Linked DNA regions of Mus musculus: region 2 is linked to region 1. The links are chromatin contacts, called in public HiChIP or PLAC-seq maps. All regions are on one chromosome and are shown on one strand. Each heading gives the region's core, a stretch centred on a gene start, on an enhancer-like site or on the middle of the called end of the contact. The rest is flanking DNA. Distances are from core to core; before and after follow the strand shown.

Region 1 (3,695 bases), core at 302-2,801:
ACAAAAAGTATCTATAAAAATTCTATTGAGTTAGTTTTGTTTTGGCCAATGATTCCTAAGCATAGAACTTGCCCTGAAGTATATTTAAAATACCCAGTGAAACATTTTTGGAGAAAAATGACTTTTCCTTTGGTAGTGGATATTAGTTGTAGGTAGCTTCTTGGTCAGGGAAGGAGGCCCACATCTATTAGAACATTTGTGGAGCTACTAGAAAATTTAAAATAGTATGTTTTATTTTTATTACTGATATACTATATATCCATAAGGACTACCCTCTGAGGAAATTTATCTTACAGTACTTTAGATTATTAGTGGTTTTTTATGTATGGATCCTTAGTATTTTTAACATTGAGGCATTTGGATCATTTGAAATTTATTTTGTTATGTGCTGGTCTATGTCAGCCTTTTACCTTCTGTAGATTCCTTCAACTTGGCTCAATATCATTCATTAGGACTTTCACCTTTCTTTTGATAACTTAATGATTTATTTATTGTTTGGTTTGATTTTCTAGGCAATTTTTTGTTTCTTCTTAATTTTTTAATGTTCTGTAACATGTTCTGTAGCAATGTTTTAGATTGTTTTCCTCCTATGTTAAACAGGTTTTGTTTTCCTTTGTTCTATTAACAAAATTCTCCTTGAGTTTGTAAAATCTGTAGTCCCCTCCATTGTTAACCTTTATAATTACACTGTTTAGATAACAAAGGCATGTATTTGCTTTCTGAGGAATAAGGACTGGGTCTAGGGCCTGCACGTTCTAGGCGAGCACCTACCACAGGGCTATTCCCCAACCTACTACTTTCTTTCTGCTTTGAGACAATTTCACTCTGCTGTACAGGCTGACTTTGGACTCAGTCTGTGTAGCCGCAGCAGACTTTGAACTTGTAATTCTCCTGAGCAACTGAAGTTAAAGGTCTGCATTACCAGATAGCCTGTGTTAGATCTGTGTAATGAACCGAAATTAAATTAATTTTTTCTCATTTCTTTGACTTTTCTGTTTTCTTTACCATCTTATTTTAATTAATAACATTCATCCCTCATGCTTTTGCCTGTATACTATTTAAACATGGATATAGTCCACTGGTTGAAAACAGTATCCAGACACTCTAGCAGTTACGACCAAGAAAGTAGGTAATTCTATTTCTTCTCCAAAATTTATGTTGCTTTTTCCCCTGGAGTAATATTATGCCAATCTAGACAAAGCAAGTATGCTTTACTTTCTGTTTGCCACCCTAATACCCATATTGGATGTGTTTTTGTGTCATTTGTGGTTACAGGTATTTGTTGGAAAACATCAACTTCTAAACAAAAAGAAGTTACAGGAGCTGGATTACCTTTCCATGCCAATCTAACCAAAAATGGACAAGATAGTATGAATGTGATGTTATATTGTAGAAAGATAGAAAAACTCGGCCTTCAACGTGATGAAACAAATGATCTACCCAGAATTTGATATTCCATGAAATCACCACTCAGAAATGAAAGGGGAAGCACAGCCCTTTGCCCTTTTGAGCAAGAGAGAAAATAAGACCCGTAGAGAAGAGGAAACAGGAAACTTCATTGGGCCTTGTTTAAAGCACTTGTTTAAAGGTTTTCCACTTCCCTTCAAACCTTTGATTTTGTTCATGATCATTGTTTGTTTCATTTTATTTCATTTTTTCTTTTACTTTTTCTTTTCTTTTTTTGAGACAGGGTTTTACTGTGTTGATCCGGCTGGTCTCAAACTCACGAGAGCCTCTGCTTCAGCCTCCTCTAACTGCTGGGATTAAAAGTTCTCACCACCATACCCTACTTATTGTTCAAGATCTTAAGAGAGGACAGAGTTGAGAACTCTCTCTTTAAGTCCTCTAAATTTCAGGTGATTATCTAAACATTTGTGTTTTTATACATTACCTATAGGTAATGGCAATTACATTTCTTTTTTTTTTTTCACATTCAAGAGGTTTTTAATGTTGTAATGATTACCTGAAGGAACATAGAATGAATCCCCAGTAGTTATCTTATAAGGTGTTTCATGTAATGTACATAAAAGGTTACCAAAGTTAACATAAAAAAACCAATATATCTTGGCCAACATGCTGTTTTCCTTTCTCTCCATAGGGTCCTAAAACCAGTTTTCCAGTAGAAAAAAATATTGTATCCAATGTTTTAAAAACTTTCAAACCATGTTGCTCAACAAAAAAGCAGTATGTACCTTGTGGTCTTATAAGATCCGTGGGGACAGCCTCTCTTGTTTCTGGGTCCTTTGCCAGTGTTGCCTGAAAGGGATCTCCCAGAGGTATACCCAGAGGCAACTCCATCTTAGTCTCTTCACGGGTATTGAGATGGGTCTGTTTCTTGGTAACTTTTTTGTTGACTTTGCTGAGGTTTCTTTGTGCCTTTATTTTGATGGGTACTGAACCTGGGGATACTATTTCAAGCACACGTTGTCCCAACGAGCTTTCTTGATAATCTACCCGTTCCCCTCGCCAATACTCCAGAGGTTTCAAACTTATTCTATTAGATCGATGAACATTTGGTAAGTTGGAGGGCAGTACTAATTTGTGATGTAATTTTTTATCTGGTAACATATTAGAACTTCTTGTTTTAAAATGCAAACTCTTCTGGTCCTGTTCATCACCCATCTCAGAATTACTGCTTCCTGGCATTTCATAATTCTTGAACCTGGAAGGTCCACTTTCTTCCCACACTGAACGTTTAGACACTTCCGAATTTAAAGCAGACTCCATTTGTGTCTTGCTTGTATATTCCTCAGTATGAGACTTTAAATGAACATTCTGTGATGCCGTAACATTGTTTTGATACTTACAGCCTCTTTCGGGTCGAGAAATAGCAAGGCTCTTCTGAGTTGGGTCTGCCTCAATGTTTTTCAATGGCTTCCTCTGGGAACGAGAAGTGTCATCATGGTCACTAACAGTTGCTTCAGAACCCTTTCCATTTAAAGACTTCTGTACTCTTGAGCTCAGGTCTGTCTTCTGTCTTTTTGATGGACCAGGTTTCTTCCCAGTCCTCTTAGATACATGATTTCTCTTAGTCTGTTTTTTTTTCTATTGGGATATACCACTGATGAGTCATTTTCTTGTGAAGAATTTCCATCCCCAGAACTTTCATCTGATTTTACATTCCACCAGTCAGATGGATGCTGAGAAATTCTACAATTTCTCCTGGAAGTCAAAGTTACTTCTTTGGGAAAAAAATTTGTTCTTGGACCCACCAGAAAAAATTCCTTTCCAGATTTTCCCTTACTGGTTTGGGTGCTTTTGTTGTTTTTCTTATTTTCAAGAGCTGGCTCTGTTTCTTGGAGTAGGCTCATTCCTCACCTCTTCACAGTCCTTCGTATTTCTTTTTGAATTGATTCGTAACTTGTCTTGGCCAGTGTTTGACACATTGATATTTTCACAGCTACTCTGTCCCTTACTGAGTTCTTCAGCTGCTTTAGGCTTAGACACTCTGCTTTGGTTCTGTTTTGTAGTCCTTTCCCACGCAGGTGGGTTTTTTGGCAGTCTCAGATTGCATTTTATTTTCTGGAGACCTACAATCATTTTCCAACTCATCTGTCTAAGTAGTTCCCAGGTTTCTTCAACAGAGAGCTGAGCTTCCCCTATTGGGTGAGCCTAATCACACTGTGTGTTTCTTACAAAAGTTGTTGCAGATAAACTATGAGATTTCTCTCTTGACTTCCTACCTTGAAGCAGTG
Region 2 (3,695 bases), core at 877-3,376, 140 kb before region 1:
TCTACCCACAACGATTTCCTACTAACCTGTGTCTCAGGTTGAAATCTAGGTCCTCTCCCAATGGCTCAATCCTGCATCTCCACCGGGCTTGCTCTTGTTTCTCAGCTATCGTGTTTTACCTCCCTGATCTAACTTTCCCTCATTCTTGGTGTGCCTGTTTTCTTCACAGTGCTTTAGTCCAAACATTTTATTTTACTTTCTGTCCTATACACAGCGCTCTAGACGATGGGTCTCCTTTTTGATGTTGTGGTCTTTAAGAAGTCTTTTCTTAATTCATGTGTATCATTTCCCCACTTAACATTTTGGAAATTACTGTTGAGTCCTTGATTATTAGTGTTGAATTATCATTTCATGCCTCATATTTTACCTCACCAATAATGTTGTAATTTTCTTGACAATAGAGATTTCATAACTCTTTTAATCAGGCACAGCCTTTGGCCCCTCTGAGGATGAATGTGCTTGGTTGGACCAAGGTTCCAGAGCCGGGGCCAGATGTCACTGAGATCATGCAGATGATCCCTGACTGAGAGATGCAAGTTGCATAACAAGAATCCTTGAACATACTAGGGTGAGATGGCTTCTGACAGCATTACCTAAGCTCACACTCACAGACCACGGATACTGAGACAGAGCCTCAATGTCAACGAATTTGGACCTTAAGTGACTTTATGCTTGTAGCTCTAAATCCTATGCTGACAAGTATGTGAGACAGGTCTTGGGAAATCTGGGCATATTGGCTAGGCAACTCATTTTCTCTGGACTTCAGATCTTAATCAGCAAAATAATAATAAAGACTCCCGGTGATCTTAAGTATACAATTCATGTATAAAATTATGGCTTTTTCCAGATTGATGAATAATAGTAGGCTTTGGGCTTTTCCCCAATATTTTATTCTGTGAAAAAGGATTTACTAGATCCATTTGCCATTTGGAATTCTCATTTTCAGCTTTCTGCATTCACTTTTTTTGTGTTTCCCAATTTGTGTAAAAGTAGATGGACAGATGGTTTATTAGGCTTTTTAAATGCTCGGGATACTGTTGTTCAAGTCAACAGAGGTTTTAAGCTTTGGAGGTCCACATAGAGTGTGGGCTTTGTTTAGAACAGAAGATCGTTTTCACTGTTCAATTTAAGGATAACAATGTTTTCTCACATAACTTTAAGCAACTTGTGGTTGTAACTCCAAAGGCCTAATCAGGCTCTGTTATTTTGGTATGCTTAATGCATTTCTGCACTACAGTCTGTTCCAAGTTGTAGCTTTAAAAATGAAGTTACCAGATAAAAGCATAGACCTACCGTTGCATGTTCTGTCTTTGCATGAATCATTTAATCCACAACGTGATCCCAAATACGAAATCACTAATTCAGACTCACAGAAATGTAAGGGAGATAAATTCCTATTTTTAATAGAAACCATTTAGACTTTCTTGGATTCTTTCTGACTTTTAATTGCTCTGTAGCTGCTCTTGTGGGGACCGCAGATATGTTATTATTAATACTCTAAGATGCATCTGTAATACGTATAGTCTCGACAGCCAAAAGGCTGCATATAAGTTAAGTACAGGAAACGCCAGCATCGGCTAGGAGAGGTCCCGCAAGAATTCCGAGGGGGGGGGGGGGGAAAGCGGGGCGTGCTGACCAATACCTGCAGGAGGGTGTGCACTCGCCTTGCGGGGTCCCCGAGGCTTAGGCGCGCCCGGAAGGACAGGGAAGGGGACTACAGGTGCCGGCTAGCCACCTGCCTGAGAACGTGCGAGCCGGTGAGTCAGCCCCCAGACCTCTCAGGGGAAGAGAAGGCCGCAGCGCGAGCGAGCGGAGGCAGCGACCAGAGGAGTGAGAGAGAGTACGGAAAAGCCGAAGGGGCGGCGGGGGCGCTGGCCTGACTGGAAAGCGTACGCGGGGCCCGTGGGCGGAGAGCAGGTGTGAGGAGCCGCGCCACCGTGGAGAGTTCGCCCAGCACCGCGCGTCCTCTGAGTCACCGACTAGGCGTGGAGGCCGCCGTCCGGGGGCGGAGCCTCAGGCTTGTGGGCGGGGAGGGGCGGGGCGAGGGCGGGGCCGGCGCCTGACGCGCCCCAAGGCCGCGGCAGCCGCAGCGGGGAGGGGCTGCGGCCTCGGTGGCGGCCGCGGGGGAGGGGCTCGGCGTCAGCGCGTCGCCAGCTGGGCTGTCGGTGGCCTGGAGGGAGCCGTGGAGGAGGAGGAGGAGAGGAGGAGGAGGAGGAGGAGGTGAGTCGCCTTGGCTGGGAGCTGCGCTGGCCGCGGGAGGCGGGGAGCGCGGCCCCTCCCTCCCGGCGCCCGCCTCGCGGGGCCGCGCCGCGCGGAGTTCCCAGTGGGGCGGCGGCCGCGAGGAGCGGAGGGGGAGGAGGGCGGAGCCGGGGCCGCGCTTCCCGGGCGCACGCGCGGCCTCCTGCTCTGCCCGGCCGCGCTGTGGCCCCGGGCGATGCTTTTCCCTAGCGCGGAGCTTGGGAAGGGCAGAGTCCAGGCGGACACTGGGACATCGTGCCATGGCTCCCGCGCAGCAAGGCCTGGCCTGCGCTTTCCTACTCGGGATCCACCTCAGGCGGCGAGACCCAACACCTCGCGGCCCCTCATTAGAGGATTCGGCATAGGCCTGATGTTTCCGCAGGATCCCGCCTGACGGGGCTTTCTAAAGCGAGGAAGGGCTCTTGGAGTTAATAAGTCTTTACAACTAACCGAACGACAGCAAAGTTGCATTAATAAATCAGTTTAACCCTCGATCTCGCGATAGGCAGCGTCTGCACCCCAATTCCCACTTCGCGGGGCTCGTGCAACTTTTACAGTCGTAGAACTACCCCTCATTGGATAAGCTTTGAAATAATTCTTAAAGTTAGTGCCTTGAGGCCCTGGGAAGTTCAAAGGAAAGGGCTTACATTTTCCCTCCCATCTGTATCACAGTTAAGGAAATGGAAAACGTGAATTGAAGGCGATCGTTCTCCACGCTGAGGATCATCGTCCCCTCTGTGCCCAGCTTGCGTGACTTAGCACCCCTGAAGTTGACTTTAAAGCTTACTGTAGTGGTTAGGTAAAGGAACTGCTGTGGGGGAAAAGGCAGTATAACTCAACAGAGCCATTTTATTGTGTCTTATTAACCCGTTTACCTTAAGCTTTATCAGTGACAAGAGTTTCATGTTGGAACCCACATACCCAGTGAGATACTGAATTTTCATTAGTACATTCCAGGTTTTGATGTGAAATAGATTCTCAGCTTCAACTGAGAAGAATTATACACTGTTGTCCTTAGGGTCTTGTTCTGTATTTAATGAAACAGTTTAATATTGAGGATTGGGGAAACACATTTTGAATCAGGATACTCCGACAAACTTAAACCATACCTACGAATACACTTTATAGCAACACAGTGTCTTTACTTCTGTTCTGAAATCATGCTGACAGTTTTACCTTATAAATCCTAGACTAATAGGACTCTCTGTTGGTGAGGGACCTCAGCAGTGTTATTCAGCTTCACTATTTTACATTTTCCAGAGATTTAGAAGGAACTAACAGAACTACTTGCCTTTATTAAGGATTTACTAGATGGACCCTTCTGATAGACACTCTTGTACCAAACTTGATCCTGATTTGACCAACTCCCCAGCCCACTGAGAAAGTAAAATGCTTTCCTGACCTCTGCTTCTTTCTCTCTTGATTATGGTATCTTAAAACCTGCCAAGTAATCACTG

The links. HiChIP or PLAC-seq counts read pairs in DNA pulled down with a chosen protein or histone mark.
Region 2: a Foxp3 HiChIP or PLAC-seq map of regulatory T cells shows a contact between it and region 1, with 4 times the contacts expected there. The contact joins the promoter of Gtdc1 here to the enhancer-like site in region 1. A contact is called at or near these places in 1 of 15 datasets of contacts at CTCF or cohesin (CD8 T cells), 2 of 484 Hi-C or Micro-C datasets (the G1E-ER4 cell line and group 2 innate lymphoid cells) and 2 of 115 datasets of contacts at active chromatin or transcription factors (bone marrow-derived macrophages and regulatory T cells).

What each region holds. Positions count from the first base shown.
Region 1 is chr2:44,789,182-44,792,876 of GRCm38.p6, reverse strand. The region is part of intron 3 of Gtdc1 (glycosyltransferase-like domain containing 1); the gene reads left to right. It also overlaps the pseudogene Gm13477. Among named protein-coding and RNA genes, the nearest start is that of Gm39807, 120 kb to the right of the region's middle. Within about 2 kb of position 1,551, at least 6 of the 459 cell types and tissues checked have an H3K27ac peak or open chromatin away from gene starts, as enhancers often do. A contact at or near this core is called in regulatory T cells, where this site is marked.
Region 2 is chr2:44,925,667-44,929,361 of GRCm38.p6, reverse strand. It overlaps Gtdc1 (glycosyltransferase-like domain containing 1), which reads left to right and starts at 2,126. Exons shown (of 11, transcript NM_001362987.1): 1 at 2,126-2,220.